4 separate regions of the Mus musculus genome follow, and all the other regions are linked to region 2. Evidence: chromatin contacts called from public HiChIP or PLAC-seq data. All regions are on one chromosome and are shown on one strand. Each heading gives the region's core, a stretch centred on a gene start, on an enhancer-like site or on the middle of the called end of the contact. The rest is flanking DNA. Distances are from core to core; before and after follow the strand shown.

What was found. HiChIP or PLAC-seq counts read pairs in DNA pulled down with a chosen protein or histone mark.
Region 1: a contact with region 2 is called in an H3K27ac HiChIP or PLAC-seq map of heart atrium, with 8 read pairs. The contact joins two enhancer-like sites. A contact is called at or near these places in 2 of 484 Hi-C or Micro-C datasets (cortical neurons and cranial neural crest) and 2 of 115 datasets of contacts at active chromatin or transcription factors (cardiomyocytes and heart atrium).
Region 3: an H3K4me3 HiChIP or PLAC-seq map of embryonic basal ganglia shows a contact between it and region 2, with 5 times the contacts expected there. The contact joins the promoter of Ogfod1 here to the enhancer-like site in region 2. A contact is called at or near these places in 4 of 39 promoter capture datasets (cranial neural crest, embryonic stem cells, hippocampal neurons and 1 more) and 8 of 115 datasets of contacts at active chromatin or transcription factors (the NIH/3T3 cell line, embryonic basal ganglia, embryonic forebrain and 5 more).
Region 4: a contact with region 2 is called in an H3K4me3 HiChIP or PLAC-seq map of neural progenitor cells, with 8 times the contacts expected there. The contact joins the promoter of Amfr here to the enhancer-like site in region 2. A contact is called at or near these places in 7 of 39 promoter capture datasets (the 3T3-L1 cell line, cranial neural crest, embryonic stem cells and 2 more) and 3 of 115 datasets of contacts at active chromatin or transcription factors (embryonic basal ganglia, embryonic forebrain and neural progenitor cells).

Annotation. Positions count from the first base shown.
Region 1 is chr8:93,870,059-93,872,758 of GRCm38.p6, reverse strand. All of the region lies in intron 2 of Gnao1 (guanine nucleotide binding protein, alpha O), which reads right to left. Among named protein-coding and RNA genes, the nearest start is that of 4930488L21Rik, 58 kb to the right of the region's middle. Within about 2 kb of position 1,283, at least 26 of the 459 cell types and tissues checked have an H3K27ac peak or open chromatin away from gene starts, as enhancers often do. A contact at or near this core is called in heart atrium, where this site is marked.
Region 2 is chr8:93,568,431-93,571,130 of GRCm38.p6, reverse strand. The region is part of intron 9 of Gm26843 (a long non-coding RNA gene); the gene reads left to right. Among named protein-coding and RNA genes, the nearest start is that of Ces5a, 34 kb to the right of the region's middle. Within about 2 kb of position 1,355, at least 115 of the 459 cell types and tissues checked have an H3K27ac peak or open chromatin away from gene starts, as enhancers often do. A contact at or near this core is called in embryonic basal ganglia, embryonic forebrain, forebrain and 5 more, where this site is marked.
Region 3 is chr8:94,035,750-94,038,449 of GRCm38.p6, reverse strand. It overlaps Ogfod1 (2-oxoglutarate and iron-dependent oxygenase domain containing 1), which reads right to left and starts at 1,252. Exons shown (of 13, transcript NM_177767.4): 1 at 1,008-1,252. The coding sequence starts at 1,161. Nudt21 (nudix (nucleoside diphosphate linked moiety X)-type motif 21) reads left to right here and starts at 1,411. Exons shown (of 7, transcript NM_026623.3): 1 at 1,411-1,673. The coding sequence starts at 1,558.
Region 4 is chr8:94,011,191-94,013,890 of GRCm38.p6, reverse strand. Amfr (autocrine motility factor receptor) reads left to right here and starts at 1,251. Exons shown (of 14, transcript NM_011787.2): 1 at 1,251-1,672. The coding sequence starts at 1,430.

The DNA.
Region 1 (2,700 bases), core at 34-2,533, 300 kb before region 2:
ACTGGAATTCTTTTCTGAAACATGACCAGCCAGAAGAGTAGAAAGCCATGCGGACTATTTCAGAAGGAACCAAAGCTGCCCATAGCGTTTGGCCAGCATTTTTAGGGCATAAGATCATGATCAATTCTTTTAGATATTACAGTCATGAGCCCTTATGCCTAGCTTAATTTATGTGGTGATTTGAATAAGGATAGCTCTCACAGGCTCACAGATTTGAATGCTTGGTCATTAGGGAGTGGTGCTAACTGACAGGGATTAGGAGGTGTGGCCTTGTTGAAGGAAGTGTGTCACTGGGGATGGACTTTAGGGTTTCAAATGCTCAAGCCAGGCCCAGTGTCCCTCTCTTCCTGCTGCCTTCAGATGTGGAACTTTCAACTACTTCTTCAGCATCATGTCTACCTGTGTACTGCCATGCTTCCTGCCATGACAATAATGAAGTCAACCTCTGACACTGTAAGCCAGCCCCAGTTAGATGCTCTCCTTCTTAAGGTTTGCTATAATCATGGTGTCTCTTCACAGCAATAGTGCACTAAAACAATTTAATAATATAGGAACAAGGTTCAGTCATGGCTTACACTAACTGTTCCAAACATCAGCTCTCTTATATTCCCAGACATTCCATTTATGGAAAATATTTAGATGCAAACAACAAATTCACCATAACAGATATCCCAACATGGGAGAAATGAGTGGGTCAGGATGCAGATGAGTAAGGATGTCTGCTCGCCACTCCTCTTTCCTAACTCTACATGGGCATTGACTCGGCTCTGAGAGAGCAGCCATACACAGAGACTGTATACAGAAAGGGCACACGGTGGAAGGCCCAGTTCTGCTCTGAATGTTGGTTAGATCTCCAACATCATGGGAAAAAAATGAAAAGAAAAATATTTAGTTCAAAAATAAGAAACACACTCTGGAGAAACCTAGAATCAAAAAGGAAACCAGGAAAGATATGGAAAACTATATAAGCATCATAAACCACTTCCCCAGGTGGACAGCAAAGTTTTTCCCAGAGGCAATACACACAAGAAGCAAGGAAGAACACAAGATCACAGACAAACGCTGTCAAAAGCAAAGCAAGATTCAAAACAGCAAAGGAGTGGAGGGCGTTCATAAATGCAAAAGACCTTAAACCAAGCAAAACAAGGTTTATTATGGGTGGTTAGGAGAAAGACAGCAAGCAGAACAAGGCCAGGAACAAGAGCAGAAACTCAACCACAGCTGTGGAAGAGATAACGTCATGGCAGAACAGTGTGTCCAACCCTCTGTGGCCGCAGACCTGAGAATCTGATGATCCTGTTGCCAAACATAACCTCCAAAACTGACTCAGCTCGAGGAATGTCTGAACAGACATGTCACCAAGAAAGAGCGGCCAGAGTGACCAGAAAATAAATAGATGTGTGTGTGTGTGTGTGTGTGTGTGTGTGTGTGTGTGTGTGTGTGTGTGTGTGTGTGTGTACAATAATATTATTTCAAAACTTAGATTTTTCAAAACTATCAAAATAAGCTAGGCAGGAAAGTTCATGTTTGTGATCCTAACACTTGGGAAGCTGAGATACGAGGATTGCTGTGAGCTCAAGGCTAGCTTAATAAAACTAAGATACTTACCATAATTTTGAGAATTTTCTTGTGAGAGGGGTAAATGATTCATTGTTGAGTAGTTACTTTAACTCCAGCCCCCTGTAAATTGTTTTATTGATTACAATGGTCTTTTGATTTAAACAATAGTGTCTTACGTTTCCTGAACTGCCAACCTGAACTGCCAACTTTAAGGTTATTTTATCTCTTACTTTGCACACAGAGAGACAGACCTTCTCTAAAAAGTCACAAAAGTAAAATCAAAACAAAACAAAACAAAACAAACAAACAAACAAATAAGATGTAGAGGCTGGAGAGCTGGGTCAGCAGCTATGAGTATTTGTTGTTCTTACAAAGGATGCAAGTTTGACTCCTGGCACTCATGTGGTGGCTCACTATTGCCTGTAACTCCAGTCCCAGGGGATCCAAAGCCTTCTTTTGGCCCCTGTGGGTCCTTAACACACATGGTACACATACATGAATGCAGGCAAAACCAAAATAATAAACAATTAAACTGAATCTAGTCAAAAATCAAAGGGAAAAAAATAATGTTGCGATTGACTGTCACTCTGGGATCATAGCGTGTTTATCAATATCATCCATGACAATCACCATGGGGTGCAGGGTGCAGGGCACGGAGTTCAGGGTCACAGCAATGGAGCAAAGCTAGTACTTCTTGGCAATGGTATTGAGGCAGGTAAAGAAGGACTGGATTTAATGCTGGTGCACACTCCAGGAATGAATGAAGGCACTCCAGGAATGAATAAAGGCACTCCATGAGGTCCCACTAATATGCACAGTTAATAATGCATGTTACATTTTTAAAAAGAAAAATTCTGACCATTTCTAAGTAAAAGCCAGACATGGAAACTATCTACTTATCCAGAATAAAAGCTAGCAACATTCAACAACTATGTTGTGAACAGTAATGGTCGTCACTATTGTTACTTATTATGATCTTAAAACTAACAAGAAAAGTAGGAAAATGGCACCAAATGTTGCAAAAATAATCTTAGTAAGGTGCTATTATTTAGTAATAATCTGACAAGGGGCTGGATCCAATATGAACACTCAAAAAGTGGAATAGTTTTATCTACTAGCAAGAAAAACTTAAACTATGGT
Region 2 (2,700 bases), core at 106-2,605:
TTACTCACACTGGAAGGTCAAATGTAGCCAAAGCTCCTATTTTTATCTTCAGTCTCAATTAAGCAATGGCCTGTGGCTGGAGAGACTGTAGACTCAGATATGGGCATGCCACTAAAGGAGGTAGCAAGAGGTACCCCAGTGCTTAACTGCCCAGTGCCTATCTTACCTGGGAGGCCACAAGAAACAGGAGGATCATGTGTAGTTGTCCCTTACCGTGTCTCCAGGGTAGGGACAATAGGGCAGCAGGGACTTAATAAATAATTGCTGCATGAATAAGTGGTCACACGCGTGAGTGCTTATACAAGCAAATGTATGAATAGAATGGTTATGAGCATGAATGTATATATGAGTGTATAAAGAATCACATGCATGTATGTAATGTATGAATGGCCACAGGCATTATACACATACCATGAACGTGTACAAATGAATGGCCACGGACATGAGTGTGTAAGCGAGTAACTAGTATATGTGTATGTGTGTGTGTGTGTGTGTGTATGTGTGTGTGTGTGTGTATAATTAGTATATCAATGGGTGACTACAGATATGAGTGTGCGAGTGAGTGTATAAAAGAGGGCTCCATGCATAAATGTATAGACGAACAGTTAATAAGTAAATGCTATGCACATGCTCAGAAGGACTGGCTTCTGCACTGATGGTGGTTAAACAGTTAGGCTGGTTAGGAGCTGGAGGTCTCCTGTCTCCAGAGACTGCACCCCATGAGCATGGGCTATGAGCCAGTTCCTCATCTTCATGCTTAGCACCTCTGCTTCCTCTGCTGTGAAACTGTGTCTCCCCCGTAGCTAAGTTTCTCTGGTTTATGATCTTGCTTCCTTAACCCCACCCTCTTGAATAGGTTAAAAATAGAGCTGAATGAGGCTCGCTGCTGGCTCCTAGATATTTCTTCCCACTCTGCTATTTCTTCTCTCCTTTCTTCCTCCCATCTCTCCTATCCCATGACAGTGTTCTGAGCACCCCTTTTGTGCTTGGCCTTTCAGTTTTGTTTATTTCATTTTGCTTTTTGTTGTCGTTGTTGTTTTCCTTGAACGCCCCCTTCCACACTGTCAGATGGAACCAGAAGCCTGGAGGGACTGGTATACTGCGGTTCCTCGCAGACAAGGGAGGACGTTGGGAGCGCCTTGTATCTTTTAAAATAGACCTGTTGTCGTCGTTGTAGTCGTTGTTGGAATGTATTTTTAGCCCTGTGAGAGATTGGCATGCTCTCTCTACCACCATCTGCCAAAGGCAGTTGCTAAGCAACTGACACTGACGACAGCAAGGGGAGGATCTGGGGACTCTAGTGGCTCAGTCCTGCTGCACTGTTTAGTTCTTATGTGACAACAGTCGGGCCCAAGAGAATAAACACTCCTAACCTGGGAGAGTACAATTCAATTCAGTTCAAAGTTCCTGAGCTGAGCCCAGAGGGGACTGCCCAGGCAACAAGGACAGTGGGAACCAATGTCTTTTTGTTGTCCAGGCAACAAAGACAGTGGGTACTGATGTCTTTTTGGTGGGTAGGGCTTTTATTTAGAAAGGTCAGGTGCTGTTGCACTCACTGAGCAGATATAGCACAGCCACAGCACAGCAGGGATGGGCCTGAGCTGGACATGGGCTATTGGCAAACGGTCAGTCTAGAGCAGGAACCCTGGAATGAAGCAGGAGGCAGATGGCTGGGGTTCCTGGGCTCTCGCCCAACTTGGTTTATATTTCTCTGTCTGAGTTGTCTGCCTTTCTCTGGACTCTAGTTGTCTCCTATCCAAAGTTAGGGTGTCAAACCATGTAGAACACAATCATATAAAGGAAGGCAAAACAATCACAGTACAGGTATCTGTCACTAGGACTTGGCATTGGATCTTCCCTCTGCCTCTTATGGCTTGTGAGTGAGTTCAGGGACGCCTCAGAGACACAGTCTCTTTTGTGAAAGACAGACTTGTTCTTATCGTTCTTTGAGAATTCAGAAAATAGTACTTTGATTTAAGTGTGTACTGCAACACAGAAAATAGGTAGATATCAATAAATGTCAAAGCAGAGAAGGTAAGCTTTCTGTAACCACTTATCCTCTGTCTTATTAACATACTTGAACCTGGGCATGACTCCAGCCTTCCGTGTAACAAAATTCCCACCAAAGACAGCTGAAGAAATGAGAAGGGTACCCCTGCTATCTCATGCACTTTCAGGAAATTGCTTCTCTTAGAGTTTCTTGTAACCCAGGGCATAGCTCTGCCTGGGACACCCATTGACGAAACAAAGTGGAAGGCAGTGCTAGGGACACGGATGAGATGGCAGAGCAAGAAGATGGCAGGAACCTGGGCTGTGCTGGACTTAGTTCAACTCTCTCAACCCATGTAGGATGAAGGGAAAGTGTGTTTTGTGAGGGGTCTGAGCACTGGTGGGTTATCAGGTAGGTACCACAATGGATGGGCAGAGGTGTGTTCTATAGGGAATCTCTGGGAATAGGGAAGCACCTGGCTCTAATTGCTGCCTAAGGGGTGAGAGAGGAAACTGAAGCAATCCTACCCTACCACTCATCAGTTCCTGGGAGTATCTGTACCCTGCAACTTCTAGTCTTCTGTATGCTATGGGCAGAGTGAATGCCAGTAGCCCAAAGTCACACCCTTAGGAATCTCCCAGCCTATAGAGTCCTTCGATTTTTAGTATGGTGACACAGAGCTCATAGAAACAATCAGCTTGCTCAGAAAC
Region 3 (2,700 bases), core at 3-2,502, 470 kb before region 2:
AACAAATAATAAGAGTAGCAAAACTGGCTGGCTATTTCTCTTTAATACCACCCTTTCTTTCCCTAAATTTCTGGGTTTAAAAACAAAACAAAACAAAACAAAACAAAAAAAAAAAAAACAGGTGGTTTTTAACCTCTAACTGATTTCACTTCCACTAGATTATGAATAACAACCAATCTTGACCCAGTGGTGCCTTATAAGCATTATTTCATTTATATTCTCTACAACTGAGGAATCGATGATATAGTCACTACGCCTTTGCAACAGACAAAGAAACTGAGAAGTCTCTGGGCAGCCGGAGCCTGCATTTTATGTAATCATCTTCTGCCTGCGTCCTGAGCGCCCAGGGGTTCCCCTGTTTAAACACTCAAATGAAACAGACAATCGGCAAGTCTGAGAAAATTCAAGACGCACCCAGCCAGAGTCACATTGTATAAGGTAATAACTTGTAGCTATGTCTGGAATGATCGTTCCTTTCAAGATTATGTTGGTTTTGTGCGTCACTTAGGCCAACGACAAGGTACGTGAAAACTGGTAAATCCAGGTGCTTGCTTCTCTGGCAGCTTTCAACACCAGCGTGGGTTAGACAGTCCACGTAACAGCGGAGAGTGACCCTCGCTTGCTAGCTATTTACCGGTTCTCAAGGAAACGTTTATGAATGTCTACAAACATTAGTTTGTCAATCCCATCTTTCGGAGGGGGAATACTATTAACGATTCCGTTTTATAAACGAAGAAACTGGCCCTTAAGCAAAGTTATATGCATTGCCCAATGACGTACAATCAGCAGAGGGATTCTGAGTGACCTCTGATTCTAGAATTCAACCCCCAGGCTACATGTCTCCCACTTCCCCATAGTGTCCGGAGCTTATATTTATTTTCCTCCCCAGGCTTGCCAAATCAAGCAGAATATGGAATGAACCGAGCAGCAGTCAGCGCCCGGGTCGGAGGTGGCTGCGATCCTCCCCACACCTCTTGCTGCCGCGCCTCCCTACAGCACCCCATTACCATGGCTGAACGGTGTCCGGCAGCTCCAGGCCTCAGCCACCTGCTTCCTCAGGATTTCTTCAGTGACAGCGTCCGAAAACTCTGCCGATACCTGCTTCTTTCCCTTCTTCATTGGCCGCGCTGGGCCAGGATCCGCCGGCCGCTTCCCGTTCATCTTCTCACGGTGCACAGACCCACGCCAAGGAAGTCAGGACGCTACTTCCCTCCAGAAACTACAGTTCCCGAAAACCCTCTTTCCTTATTTCACCAGCATTACCCAATGGAAAGGCAGTAAAGCACAGGGAGGCGGGATCTCCACAAAAATAACCAATGGGAGATCAACATATTGCGTCACGCCGCCAGCAATTGGTCAAATGGTCGCAGTGGCCTGCCTCCCAACTTCCTGCCTCCGGAGCGTATTCACTTCCGGCGTGTGTTCCGCGCCTCTTGCTCTCGACTGTTAATGGCGGGTGGTGGCTGCTGAGCGGGACGCAGATAACCGCTGCCCGCCCCGCGGACGTCTCCCCGGGCCCCCGCTTTCTGCACGTCCCCGGCGTCGGAGCTGTTCAGCATGTCTGTGGTGCCGCCCAATCGCTCGCAGACGGGCTGGCCCCGGGGGGTCAACCAGTTCGGCAACAAGTACATCCAGCAGACCAAGCCCCTCACCCTGGAGCGCACCATTAATCTGTAAGTGCGGCGCGGCCTCGGCCGTTGATGCTCTCCCAGTGCGCGCTCCTCCCTCACGCCGGATGCGGGTTGTCCCTTCCGGGATGCGCGCTTTCTTTCCTAGACCTGTTTCTCGACCCCGACTTGGCAGTTTTCCTATTTTAAAAGCGAGGTTCGTTTCCCCCTTTCCCTTCATTCAGCCATGGTTAGAACCTGCGTTTGCTTTGAATTCATAATGTGTGTATCCTTTCAATCCGTTGCTGGTTGTTTCATCGCACATGTATTTGTGTTTATTTGAACAATTCTCAGTTTTGTAGGGTGTACATTTCTTTTACAGTAACTTTTCCAGATTAACCTCTGACATCCTAGTTTTTTTTTTTCCCCCTTTAAATGTTGGGTAGTGTTCCATCCAGTGGCCACATTTTATTAATTTTCGCGCTGTTTGGTCTACCTTTTTGCATTTGTATGTCTTGTCTACCAAAGTGCCAACATACAGTATCATTGCAGACTCCCAGTAGACCTAAAATTGCGAGGACACACTCTGTTGTCTGGTTGTACTTTCAGAGGTCGGAGGTACCTTACATGTTGTCCCGACAGCCTGTTTGCAGGCTGTTTTGTTTTCAACAAACCTTTGTCTTAAGCAGATGATTGCATTTCGGGATCACTCAAACAAAATTTTGTTGTGGCAAGAAATTGAGATTGGGATATAGCTTATAATGTTTGGTACCTCATTCCCTAGTGTGGAGCTGATTCTAATGGGAAAAAAGTGTCCAGTTTAGACTGGTTATTTGTTTAAAATGTGCAAGACATTGCTGAGAGTGGGGTTTGTGTAAGTCATTTTAGTGACTCACCTTTCATATTCAAATAAATAAACAAATCTCTCATATTCAAGTAAATAAACCATTCCTCCTAAAACTAAATGTGACATGAAGTTGAAAACTTGTTGAGCTCTTGAGAACTGTTCTCAAGAACAACTACTACTATTGTTTTTGACAAAACAAGTAATGGCACGCAAACTTCGGTAATGAAATGCAAGGTTTATAAAATG
Region 4 (2,700 bases), core at 2-2,501, 440 kb before region 2:
ACTATATTGTACAAAGACTCATGATGAGATGTTTTTAAGAATTATAACAGTGGTTAATTTTCAGATTTAAAAGATCTATAGAAATATTTGGCATGAAAAAATACTACAAAGACAATTTCTCCACATTAGAAAATTTGGAAAATTCAAAGCTGTTTACAGAGCTACATTCTGGGATAGGCACTAACACATGGCTCGGGGATATAATAATTAAAAACTGTACCCTATGTTATCTTATGTAATTCACATAGATATAACCTGCTGTTTATAGTGTACAATTCAGTGACTTTGAGTGTATTCATAGTTGTATAACAGCAACTTTAGAAATTCTCACTTCAGGAAACTAGTACCCCAACCTGTCACTTCTTTAGCTGTCACCTCCAGTTCTTTCAAACTCCCCTTCTACTCTACATTGCATGCATTTGTCTTATCAGCGTGGTCACACAGAATTTAGATATCTGTGTGTGGCTTGATTCAGACATCGTCAACATTCTCTGATATTGTAGCATTATCTGTACTTTATTTTCAAACGCTATAATTCGAGGTTTGCCTCTCTGGTTTTTAGGAGTAGTGCTACTGTCAGCCTCAATGTAGGGACTTTGTGTGGGTGTCTGTTTTCATTTCTCTTGGATGTTTACTTAACAAGCAGTGTAACTGCCAGGACGAAGGTCACCCTTTGGTTTACCTTTTAGGAACAGGTATTTTCCAAGAAACTAAGCAGCATTTGACATTCTTACTTGTAGCTAAGAGGGAACAGATTTTTATTTCTGGTTAAATTGGTTCCTCCGTTTTAAAAATATTCTATCTCAAGGCTTCTCTTATTTCCTAAGCATCATGTCGCTTCTTTAGGACACCAAGGAAGCCTCTAGTCTACAGGGTGGTGGGATGGCGGGTTTACCAGCTTTGGCGGGGAGGAACAAGCGACAAGTGGCCAGGGGCAGGGGTCCCGCACCCTCACCCTGCCGCCTGACCACGCACACAGGCCTGCCGTCATTGCCTACGGGCCAGGCTCACCCCAGAGCCCGGCTCGGGTGCGCTCGTGGCTTCAGTGGGCCCAGGGTCGCCAAGGATGCTGCAGGGGGCCGGGACGCGGGGCCCCAGGCCGGGTCCTGTGCTCTCGGGGTTGCAGAGCGCCGGCTGTGGGCGGGGGACGAAGGCCGCGCCCCCGCGCCCGTCCCGCCCGCGTCCCGCTAGGGGCGGCGGCCCGCCCCGAGTCCGCCGAGGCTCTTCCGCGCCGGCAGGGGCAGCAGCGGGAGCGGCGCGGGGCGGAGCGGCGCGAGCAGCTAGGAGCGGCCCGGCTCGGCCCGGCGCAGCGGCGGCGGCAGCGGCAGCGGCAGCGACGCCAGAGCCCGTGGGCGCCTTTCGCAAGGCCGCCGCAGGCGCCTGGCCGCAGCGCGGGAAGCCTCGGGGGCCGGAGCCCGTCGCTGCCGCCATGCCGCTGCTCTTCCTCGAGCGCTTCCCGTGGCCCAGCCTCCGCACCTACACGGGCCTCAGCGGCCTGGCCTTGCTGGGCACCATCGTCAGCGCCTACCGCGCCCTCAGTCAGCCGGAGGACGGCTCGGGTGAGCCGGAGCCGCTAACGGCCCCACTGCAGCCCGAGGCGCGCCTGACCGCCGGCGGCCCCCGGGCCCGCGACGTGGCCCAGTACCTGCTGTCGGACAGCCTGTTCGTGTGGGTGAGCGAGGCTGCGGGCCGGGCGCGGGGGCGGGCGGCCGGGCGGGAGCCGCCATGTCACCCATTATCCGCAGGGGGGCGTGGCCGGGCCCTGACCCCGGCCTCCTCGGCCCGGGGACCGCGGCCCTCGCGTGGGGCTCGAGGCCCAGCGGCGCTGCGAGCGTGGCGGGCCGCGGAGAGAAGGTGTCGGGATGCCGGGGAGAACAGTCGAGGCAAGGGCGGTCGGACCCGCGGGCTCCAGGGCGGCGGGGTGCGGCGACCCGAGGCTGTGAGAAGCCGCGACACGTCCGGTTTAGCTCGGCGTTGTTGGGGGCGGCTCGCCGACGAAGAGAAGGCCGAAGTTAGGGGGACATTTTACTCTTCGCCAGACAACTTCGAAATGGTGCTATTTGTCAATGCGTTAGTCCCGATGGGCGCTATTTAACGAAGCAAACAGACCAGCTACGTCCTTTTATCTCACCCCCAACCACCCCCCGCGATGGTTTGTGACTGTTCCCTTTTTGACAGAAAGCAGCAAAACACTTTCGGGTCGGTGTGGCAGCCCCTCCTTTGAACGCGATTCCTCCGTTTAGCGATCCATTTTGAAACAAGGGTTCTAGTTTGTCTGCCGGTGCGAGATAAGCAATGTCCACATGCCACAAGTACTGGCTTCGTTTGTTACATCATTTTAGGCTGGGCAGATCTGAGAAAATTTTGCTCTCACCTTGCACTTGAGTGCCTCTTCTATGAACCCTCAGAAATAGGAAAAGTTGCTCCCGGATTTAAAAAATTGTCACTTGGATTTCCTGTGGCTTGGTGGGGATCGTATCTCCCCACACGGCGCCTAGAGAAGGCTGTAAATGACTGAGGGGTTAATGTTATAAGTTTGTAGAACTATAATGCAACTCATTTGTTGTAATTATTCCCACTGTGCTTCATCAGGAAGCAGCGGGATTTGTGAACTTCGTGGGCTGCAGATGACGCCTCCTGGTCCTTTGGTGCATAGTTTCATAGAAGGCAGTGAAGGGCAAAGTTCCCCTTTCTCTACTC